Regions from separate parts of the Ovis aries genome. Here region 1 is linked to region 2. Evidence: chromatin contacts called from public Hi-C data. All regions are on one chromosome and are shown on one strand. The core of a region is the stretch at or near the end of the contact, and the rest is flanking DNA. Distances in the headings are between cores, read along the strand shown.

Region 1 (4,347 bases), core at 507-3,006, 250 kb after region 2:
AAGGCAGTCCACCCCACTGTTACAAAGTTCTTCCTTAGCATGAAAGTCTGCCTCCCTGAGCTTCTATCCAAGGATCCCAGCTAGTTCTTCTGGAAACAACACAAGGTAAGGTAACCTCTGAAGTATAATCGCTTCTAGAATTAGGATATAGCTGCCAATTTAGTCACACAGAGTGCAAAAGCTGGCTCAGGGGGGAAAAAAAGGAAACCACCACACACTACACAGCAAAATTTTGAAATTCAGGAAACTATGTTGAAATCACAAACCAGCATGTTTTCAAGATGTCAAAGCACACACCTCAGTTAATATATAAATTAAGAGTAACCCAAATTTTTACAGTGGAAGGTGTTTCTGTGTATATTGAATACGTGTTTGCAAGCTGAAACTACTAAACCCACCAACCTAGTTTTTAAAACTACAATTCTGTAGGAAGTTCCAAACGGTTTTTCTAATTCCTCATATATTCATTCCATCTATTTCCCTCTAAAACATCTGGATTTTTTTTAAAAGATCCCATTTCGCCCCACTGGTGCAATATTTCATTTTAAAAAACAAATATTTCCAGAAAAAAAAAAAAAAGCCTAAAAGAATGGAGCGTAAAGAAGTGGGGGTGGGGCGAAGGCAAAGAAGGGCCCAGCAGGAAAAGGCTGGTTACTGGGTATTTTCCTTCTGGAAGCACGCTTCACTGGCACTGGCATCTGAAGTAACGAGCCATACAAACACGACTCGAGAACAAGAACGATCATGAGCAATGAGTGCGATGCATACATGTCTGTGAGATGTAAATGAATTGGCACTGGTCATCAAGCAGCGCCAGATGCTTCAGGACCTCGTCGAGGAAAGGTGAGAGGTCCAAGGAGCAGAGACTCCCGCCACCCTCTGGGGGAGGGGAGATGGCGAGAAACCTAGGAGTAACTACCGTTCAGCCGTCCAATGAAGCCCAATGGACAGGACACAAGAAAGACAGCAAGTGACCAGGGGGAAGGCAGACGCCCGGAGAGCCCGAAGGGCGGGCGGTGGGTGAAGACGGAACGGGTCCCTGAAATGGGTGCGGGTAAGGGGATGTGGGTGTGGGTAAGGGGCATGGCAGGAGTCCCGGGGTCCTCTCCCTGCAGCAGAGCAACAGAGGGTAAAAGGAAGGGGGAGGGTGAAAAGCAAGAATGACTCATTCCCGAAAGGAAGTGCTCAAGCCAGAGGAAAGCATGCCACAGGGGGCTTCGGGGCGAGGATGGTGAGGCGCTAGGTGCTCAGAGTGACGGAGGCACACATCAACGTCCGGTAGTTCCTGCGGCTCGTCTTTAAGATGGGGGCGTGTGGGGGGTTCGCGGCAGCCGGGTGCCAAGGCCTGGGAAGCGGCGCGGCGCGTGCGCAGTGGCGCTCGGCGGGACCCGCTGAGGCAAAGCGGAGCCGCAGTGACAGAAGCGAGCGGAGCGGCTGCCGGGAGGGGACTCACCGAGGCGCAGGGGCTGGAGGTAGTGCTGGGGGTAGGCGACCGCTGGACCGTGACCAAAGCCATCTAGGCGCTGCTGGGCTGTTCCGGGCAGGGCATTCTTGTCCCGAGTGTGGGGGGCGGGAGGGTGACGGAGCCGGGATGGGGCAAAGGGGTGTGGGGTGGGGGTGAGGGGAACAGGGAGGAGGAGGAGGCCGCGCGAACGGCCGCAGACTCCGCACCCACCACCGGACTCTCGCAGACTGACGCGCCGAGCGGGCGGCTGGCTGGCTGGCGGGCGGGCAGTTCGGCAGCTGCGGGGCACAATGAGCGCTCCCAGTGCGCAGGCGCCACCTGTCAGCAACCGCCTCTCCCCTCCTCGCGCGCCGCCGCCTGGCCGTAACCCTTGAGTTGCCGGAAGGCGGCCGGGTGCGTGCGCCTCGGGCCGCCGCCCCCTCTCGGGGTTTCCCCCCGGGCTCTGGGAATCGCGCGGGTTAGGCTGCTCTGGGGGTTTGAGGGGGTGTGTTAGGGAGCGGGTTCTGCGGCTGGGGAGGGGGTGTCGCTGGAGTCCCCACTCTTGAAGGACAACCTTTTTTTATTCCCGAGGTTGGGCGCACAGCTTAACCCACCTCAGTGAGAAGAAACCGAGGTGAAAATCCTGACGCGAACGAGTTTCCGGGTGGGAAAGGGCGCCGCGGGGTTTCAAACGCTTCCTCTGAGCGCGGATGGGACTTTCTGGGCTAGAGACCTTACCGTTGACCCGGCTCTCGAGGGCTTTCTTCTTAGCTTTCCCACCCTTCCGCTCTGAGTCCATGTTTTATGATGAGACTTTTTGAAAGAAAGAAGGGTTTGTAATTTTATACCCGAGAATCTTCATGGTACCCTCGTGCTTCCTGTTACCCTGGCCCCTGTCTAAGGGCTCATTCATTATTCCTGAAGTGCAGGGAGGCCGAGAGAGCCTGGGGGAAGCCGAGAAAGCTGGGCTCACGGAGTTACAAGGGTCCAACCTGCTATTTACCTCCCACTTGCTTCCTGCTGGGAAGAAATTCTCTTGATTAGACAGGATTTGCTCTTTGGGGTTTTCCTTCTCTTCGTCTCTAGATTTCATTATTTCATAGACACATGCGAAATGTCGATTGAATATTCTAAAGAAATAGTTTTCTAAAAGATAAATCATCAGCTGAACCTAAGCCAAGAACATAATGAAAAATCAAGATTTAAGGGGGGCGGGGGTGGAAATCGCGCCATATAAATACCATAGATTGATTACACAGAGAAACAGAGTTGACAAAGCTATTTCTTAATTTGAGTGGATGTGCTGGTAAATACCACCATACATAACATGTCTGTAAAACGCAGACATTCCGGAGTTTGCAGTTATTAATCCACCGCCTCTTGTTTGTCACTCAAACTCTCTTGGATCTTACTGCTTGTTGTAAATTGGCAGAGCAGCCTTGAGCCCTTTCTGGCCGCTGTATGGTTAAGTGCCACTGGAGCCCTCTGTGCTGAGCCTTTGTTCTCTCCCTGGGGCCCTGTGGTTGAAATAATTAGCAGGGAGGTTCCATCAAGAATCAGACACTGAGGGTCCCTGTACTGTACAGTCCTATGTTGAATGTACAGCAGAGAAGCCAGCTGGTAGGCTTTTGCCCCCTGGTGGTGGTCAAGAGTGCCTGCGAGCCAAAATTAAACAAAGATGTACGGTTCACAGATTAAACAATCTGACTGTGTTTTTCCCAGAGCTACTTGGTAAACAGGAAAAGACCAGACAAAGTTCAGAAGTAAGAACTTTGAACCAAAGCTTAGCAGATCAAACAGGAAGCTATATGCCTAGGCAAGAATTTTACATTGCTGAAAGCTGAATGAACACAAATAAATGAAACATGGCTTATTAACCAAAGTATAGTTCTAGAAAAAAGTGTTATTCAAATTCTGTAAAGCAATTATCCCTCAATAAAAAATGTTTTTTTAAGTGTTACTCAAATCAATAGGTCTTAGTAATGTGCTTCTGACTCAGGGACAGCAACACTGATTATCTGCTTTTATGTAGCAACACAATCTTAAATTCTTTTGGACAATGATAATCTTACAGTGCAAAATAATCTTACAGTGGGAAAGAGCACACCTTAGCGATTAGAGATCTCGCTTCTAGTTCCTGGCCTCTGTAAAACCTTGAGCAAATGGCTTAAAGTTTTTAAGTTTTAGTTTATTTCTTCAACAGAGTTCTAACTCACAGGATTCTTGTTCTCGAGAAAAAAATGTAAAGTGCAATATAAACTATAAAACCCCATGTGTAATTAAAATAATTTTGTTATTCTCTTAAGTTTGTTCCAAGTGCAGTCAGCATTTTCTGAGTATACTGTATGTGTAGAAAATAGATCAAGCAAAAAGGTAATAAAAATATTTTAAAATACATGATTCCATGCCTTTTCTTAACATTAGGAGAAGTAGATTTGTGGTCAAGATATGTCTCATTTGTAGGTAGGTTTAGAATGTCTTTATTCACCACAACTGAGGTGATAAAATTCTGGTCAAAATTAGGATTGTAAGGTACCCAAATTCACATAAGGTTTGTAATAGAAAGCTAATTTATTGACAGGAGAAATATCTTTTCCTGGTGTATTACTTTTTAAGGAAACTAAGATTTGGAAGTTGTTCGCGCATGTTCATTGAGTCATTCACCATTAATTGAGAAAATAGTGTGTATCATATACTAGTCACTGTTTTAAAAACAAAAGTCTGTCTATCTCTCACAGCTTGTTAGCAGTAGAAAATGCATCAAATAATTACAGTAGGCTTTAATGGTACTGTTGTTTCAGTCGCCTCTGCTAGGCCCCACAGGAAATACATACATCTATATATGTATATACACATATATATACATATATATATATATATATGAGGAATCTAGAAATGTACAA
Region 2 (4,490 bases), core at 251-2,750:
ACGTGGCGGAACTTGCTCTGCCGAACCACGCGCCGGCTCATAGCTGGGGGCAGAGATGAAGGATCTCAGTGCCCAGAAATGCTTTTGGTCCTTAGTCCTGTAGCTGTGGGAGGGAGGAAGAGTTGGGGAAGTGGCAAGTGAGAAGGATTATCTTGCCAAGAGTCAGGTATAAATTAATATAGAGTCTGGTCCTAGAAGCAAGGCGTTTTCTTCAAGGTAATTAATATATGGGAGTTCTTCGCTTAGTTCGAGGGACTTGGATTGGGGACCTGACTTCTCCTTAGAGACCGGCCCTTAGACTGGGGCCAACAGTGGAAGCTAACTGGGCCTGAAAGCTTCCTGGACCTTCAAGCGGTTTTGGGAGGAGCCTCAACACCAGGCTGCCCTCCGGCTGCCAGCCTTGGGTGAGCATCTCTTCACCGAAGTGTTTTATCTCCCAGAGGCGTCTTGTCCACAATCAGAGACTTCCTGGCTTAAGGCCATTTGAGGGGCTAGGACTGCAGCCCCCCAAGATTCTAAGTTCAGCATCTCTGGCATAGGTTAGGCGAATGGGGTTTGCCTTTTTCTAAAAATTTGCCAAGGAGGAGTTCCTCCTGTCAGCTAACCTGAGTCCTTCCTGCCCCTGTTCTCAGTTTCCTCCCATGCTGTCGCGGGTCGGGTGGGAGTGGGAGGAATGCGCCATAAGGTAGATGTCCTCCTCCCACCCTTCTCGCACCGGCTTCTCCTAAGAGGCCCTCACCACGGTATTCTGGCTTTTGCCCGCCATACTTCAGTCCCACTTCTCCTCTGGGTCCTCTCTCCTGCTAAACTCTTGCGGCTGGGGTCCTCGAACCCCTCCCCAGGCCAGAGCCGGATTTTCAGAAGTGGAATGGGGAGGGTGAGGTGCCTCTTCTCCCGCTAGGAGCTTGCACTCAGCTCTTCCCCAGGCACCACACCGAGCGCTTCCCAAGCCGCAGCCGCTGCCTCCAGCCCCTCCCCAGCACCGGGCATCCTTGTGCCCTTCAAGCCGCTTCTGCAGCCCCCGGCCTCAGGCCCGGCCTTCGGCCTCCCCGCACCCTCCTTCGGCCCCGGCACTGCGTTCTTGCGAGACGAGGTGTCTGCGCCCTGAGGGCGCGCGGGCCGCTGTCCGGCCAAATATAGACGCCAAGTCCGCCCCGCCCGGGACCGAATTTGGCGGCGGTGGCGGGGGCGGGTGGAGGGAGCGCAGACCTCTGTCCCCTCCAGACACCCCGCCCGCTCCACTGGCTGCGGCGGCGGTGTTGGCGGGGGGAGTACCTGGTCCTGGGCCGGCCGAGGGGTGCTCACGCTGCGACTTCTCTGCGGAGGGGCTTGGCGGTGCGCTAAAGGCCGAGGGAGGCGTCAGGGCGCCGGAACTGCCTCTCCGGGTGTCCGCGGCGTCTGGGGCCCGGGCGTTCGGCTGCGCGCTCCGGCCACTGCCTGCGACTCCCGGGGCCGGGCGCCGCTGCAGTCCCAGCTGCCGCTGCCATCAACCTGCGGAGGCGGGGCCTCCGGCGGGGGCGGGGCCACAAGGCGCCGCCCCTCCAGCGGCGGGAAAGTCGAGCGCCGAACAGGCTGCGCGACTAGTCCGTCGGCCTGTGAGAAGCGTCCAGAGTAATTTTGCATGTGTGCTCGTGAGCTGTGCGTGATCCTTCTCCGGGCTCCGCGCCTACCGGGTGAGCTGGGGAGGCCCAGGTTCCTAGACCTTAGAGCTGGGCGCTGAGAGAGCGAGCCTACGAGGGGGCGCGCTCCTCTTAGAGCCGGCGGCCGCGCGAGATCAGATGCCTTCGCGCTGCATTCCTGCTGCAATCACAGTCCCAATTTAGCCAGTCCCGGCAGACCGGGGCTGTGGGACTGCACGTCCACATACCACGAGGAGAGAGCCCGGAGGATGCTCTAGGGACCCTTGGATGAGGGCCTAGGTTGGCCCAGGGCAGCTGGGAGAGTCCCTGACAGGGGGCTGTGAATGTTATTGTTGCTGTTATTAATACACTGTCATTCTACTAGACATTTCACCCCTTTAGGGAGGATTCCACGGAACAGGGCAGAAAGCAACCTAAAAACCGGGAGTAGGAATGGAGAAAAAAGTGAACACCAGGTTCAAGGAAAAGCAGCTGGCCCAGGTTTTTGGCCATATTTTAGACACTAAACCTGACTCCTCAAGTCTTGAGGGCCTTGTTTGTATTGGTGTTCTACTGTATTCCGGGGAAGCCCCTACCCACCTCCCACTCCCTTCAAGACCCTTGGATCTGAGTATTGACCAAGATTAGTCGTGTCCGACTCTGCGACCCCACGAACTATACAGTCCATGGAATTCTCCAAGCCAGAATATTGGAGTGGGTAGCCTTACCCTTCTCCAGGGGATCTTCCCAACCCAGGGGTGGAACCCAGGTCTCCCTCAGCCCAGGCAGATTCTTTACCAGCTGAGCCATAAGGGAAGCCCAGGAATATTGGAGTGGGTATCCTATTTCTTCTCCAGCAGATCTTCGCCACCTGGGAATCAAACTGGGGTCTCCTGCATTGGAGGCGGATTCTTTACCAGCTGAGTTAGACCAAGATTAAGGAGATAAAAAGAAATCTGATCAAAATGCAGCCAGTGAAAACAATTAATCCCTATAGCTGCTCTTTAAGCAGTCTCACCTGCTGCCTGGATTTCTTCCTTTAGATCATAAGGCCCTGGAGGGCACAGGGGACCAGCAATTACTTCTCATTCTCCAGGAGTGAGTGAGTGAGTGAAGTCGCTCAGTCGTGTCCGACTCTTTGCAACCCCATGGACTATAGCCTACCAGGCTCCACTATCCATGGGATTTCCCAAGCAAGAATACTGGAGTGGATTGCCATTTCCTTCTCCAGGAGATCTTCCCGACCCAGGGACTGAATTCGGGTCTCCCGCATTGTAGACAGACGCTTTACCATCTGAGCCACCAGGGAAGTTTTTCTCTGGACACACCTGGAAATCAATCGAACACAGCCTTCCAGAAGGTAGAGGTCAGCATTAGGGGTAAAAGGAGGGAAGGTGGTGGGAACCTCAAACGGATCACAAGGCTTGTTTCTCAGGAAGAGTCCAAGTATTCAGTGGCTTGTGGGCCAGACACTTGTTATGGGTACTTCAGGAATAATTATGGCATTGGAGAGGGGCATAAGAGTAGTTTATGAAGAATCTCCCTTTTACCTAAAGATTCCGGGCACATGATTAGGAGGGAAAGACCTGAGTGACTCAGTAGCTCCTTAATAACAATAGCTACACACTGTATTACAGACATTACACTTACTAATTCCATTCTGATAATAGTCTTCTGAGATGGGTACTATTATTACCCCTGTTTTACAGATGAGGAAACTGAGGCAGGAAACTGAGATAGTAGAGCTGAGATTCTTACCCAAGAGTTCTGGTGTCTGGGTCAAGCTTTTCAGCACCATGCATTTCTTTTTTTTTTTTTTGGCTGTGCTGGGTCTTCATTGCTGCTGGGGCTTTTCTCTAGTTGTGGTGAGTTGGGGCCTCTCTAGTTGCCTCTCGTTGTGGAGGACGGTATCTAGGGTGTGCGGCCTCAGCAGTTGTAGCTCCTGGACTCGAGAGCATAGGCTCAATAGTTGTGGTGCACGGGCTTAGCTGCTCTGCAGCATGTGAGATCTTCTGAGACCAGGGATTGAACCCATGTCTCCTGCATTGGCAGGTGGATTCTTTACCATTGAGCCACCAGGGAAGCCCAGCACCATGCATTTCTGTCTCTCCTTGAAGGAGAATGTCACTTTGTCTCACAAATGCTGATACCAAGAGTTGCGTTTTATGGCACAGAGGAGAGGACGCATGGACTAACTACAAAACTGGAGTTTTAGCCGTTGCTCAGTCACCCTGTTTTTGCAGCTTTCTTAAGCTGTAAAATGAAGAGGGCTGGGTTAGGTTCTTTCCAATTCTGCACCACTTGTTGGCAGAAAAGCTACGTGACATGCTGTCTCCTACCTTGAAATGGCATTTTTTTTCTTCTCTCCTCTCCTTTTCTCCCCTTTAGAGAGAGCCAGGCACTCCATTCTAGAGGGAAGGGTCTGGGACTAGGAAGCAGGAATCCTTCCATCCATTCTGCCTTCAGTTCCATCACTTGGGAAGTGGGGGAGGTGTGCTCTCCAGGTACAGGAGCAGGAACTCAGATATTGTTTAGAGCTGGTAAGGCTCAGCGCTGCCCTCTAGCCTTCTTCCGGCTGCCAAGGCCTGGCAGAGCCATGGGTGGGTGGAGCCAAGGCACAAAGAATCAATCAGTGGAAGAAGCTCCTTGGACTTGGTGCTTTCCCTTGCTCTTATCCATCTAAACTGCAATCCGTAGGAGACAAGCATAGAAAGCCACGACTGATCAGGGTTAGGGACTCCAGGCACCTGTGGAATATTTTGTGAAATGACTTTGCCTTCATCATCAGGCACTCTGGCACTCGAGCCAGATACCAGTGGTGTGCTCATCTCATTTGATATGGATGATTCATATCATCCATAAAACACTGAC

What was found. A called contact is a pair of places that touch in the nucleus more often than the background predicts.
Region 1: a contact with region 2 is called in a Hi-C map of tail adipose tissue, with 4 times the contacts expected there. The contact joins the promoter of SSH2 here to the promoter of CORO6 in region 2. A contact is called at or near these places in 3 of 16 Hi-C or Micro-C datasets (hypothalamus and tail adipose tissue).

Annotation. Positions count from the first base shown.
Region 1 is chr11:21,058,780-21,063,126 of ARS-UI_Ramb_v3.0, forward strand. It overlaps SSH2 (slingshot protein phosphatase 2), which reads right to left and starts at 1,757. Exons shown (of 15, transcript XM_042255464.2): 1 at 1,454-1,757. The coding sequence starts at 1,516. It overlaps EFCAB5 (EF-hand calcium binding domain 5), which reads left to right and starts at 1,418. Exons shown (of 22, transcript XM_042255465.2): 1 at 1,418-1,472.
Region 2 is chr11:20,811,385-20,815,874 of ARS-UI_Ramb_v3.0, forward strand. CORO6 (coronin 6) reads right to left here and starts at 1,501. Exons shown (of 10, transcript XM_015098554.4): 1 at 1,276-1,501; 2 at 1-103. The coding sequence starts at 41.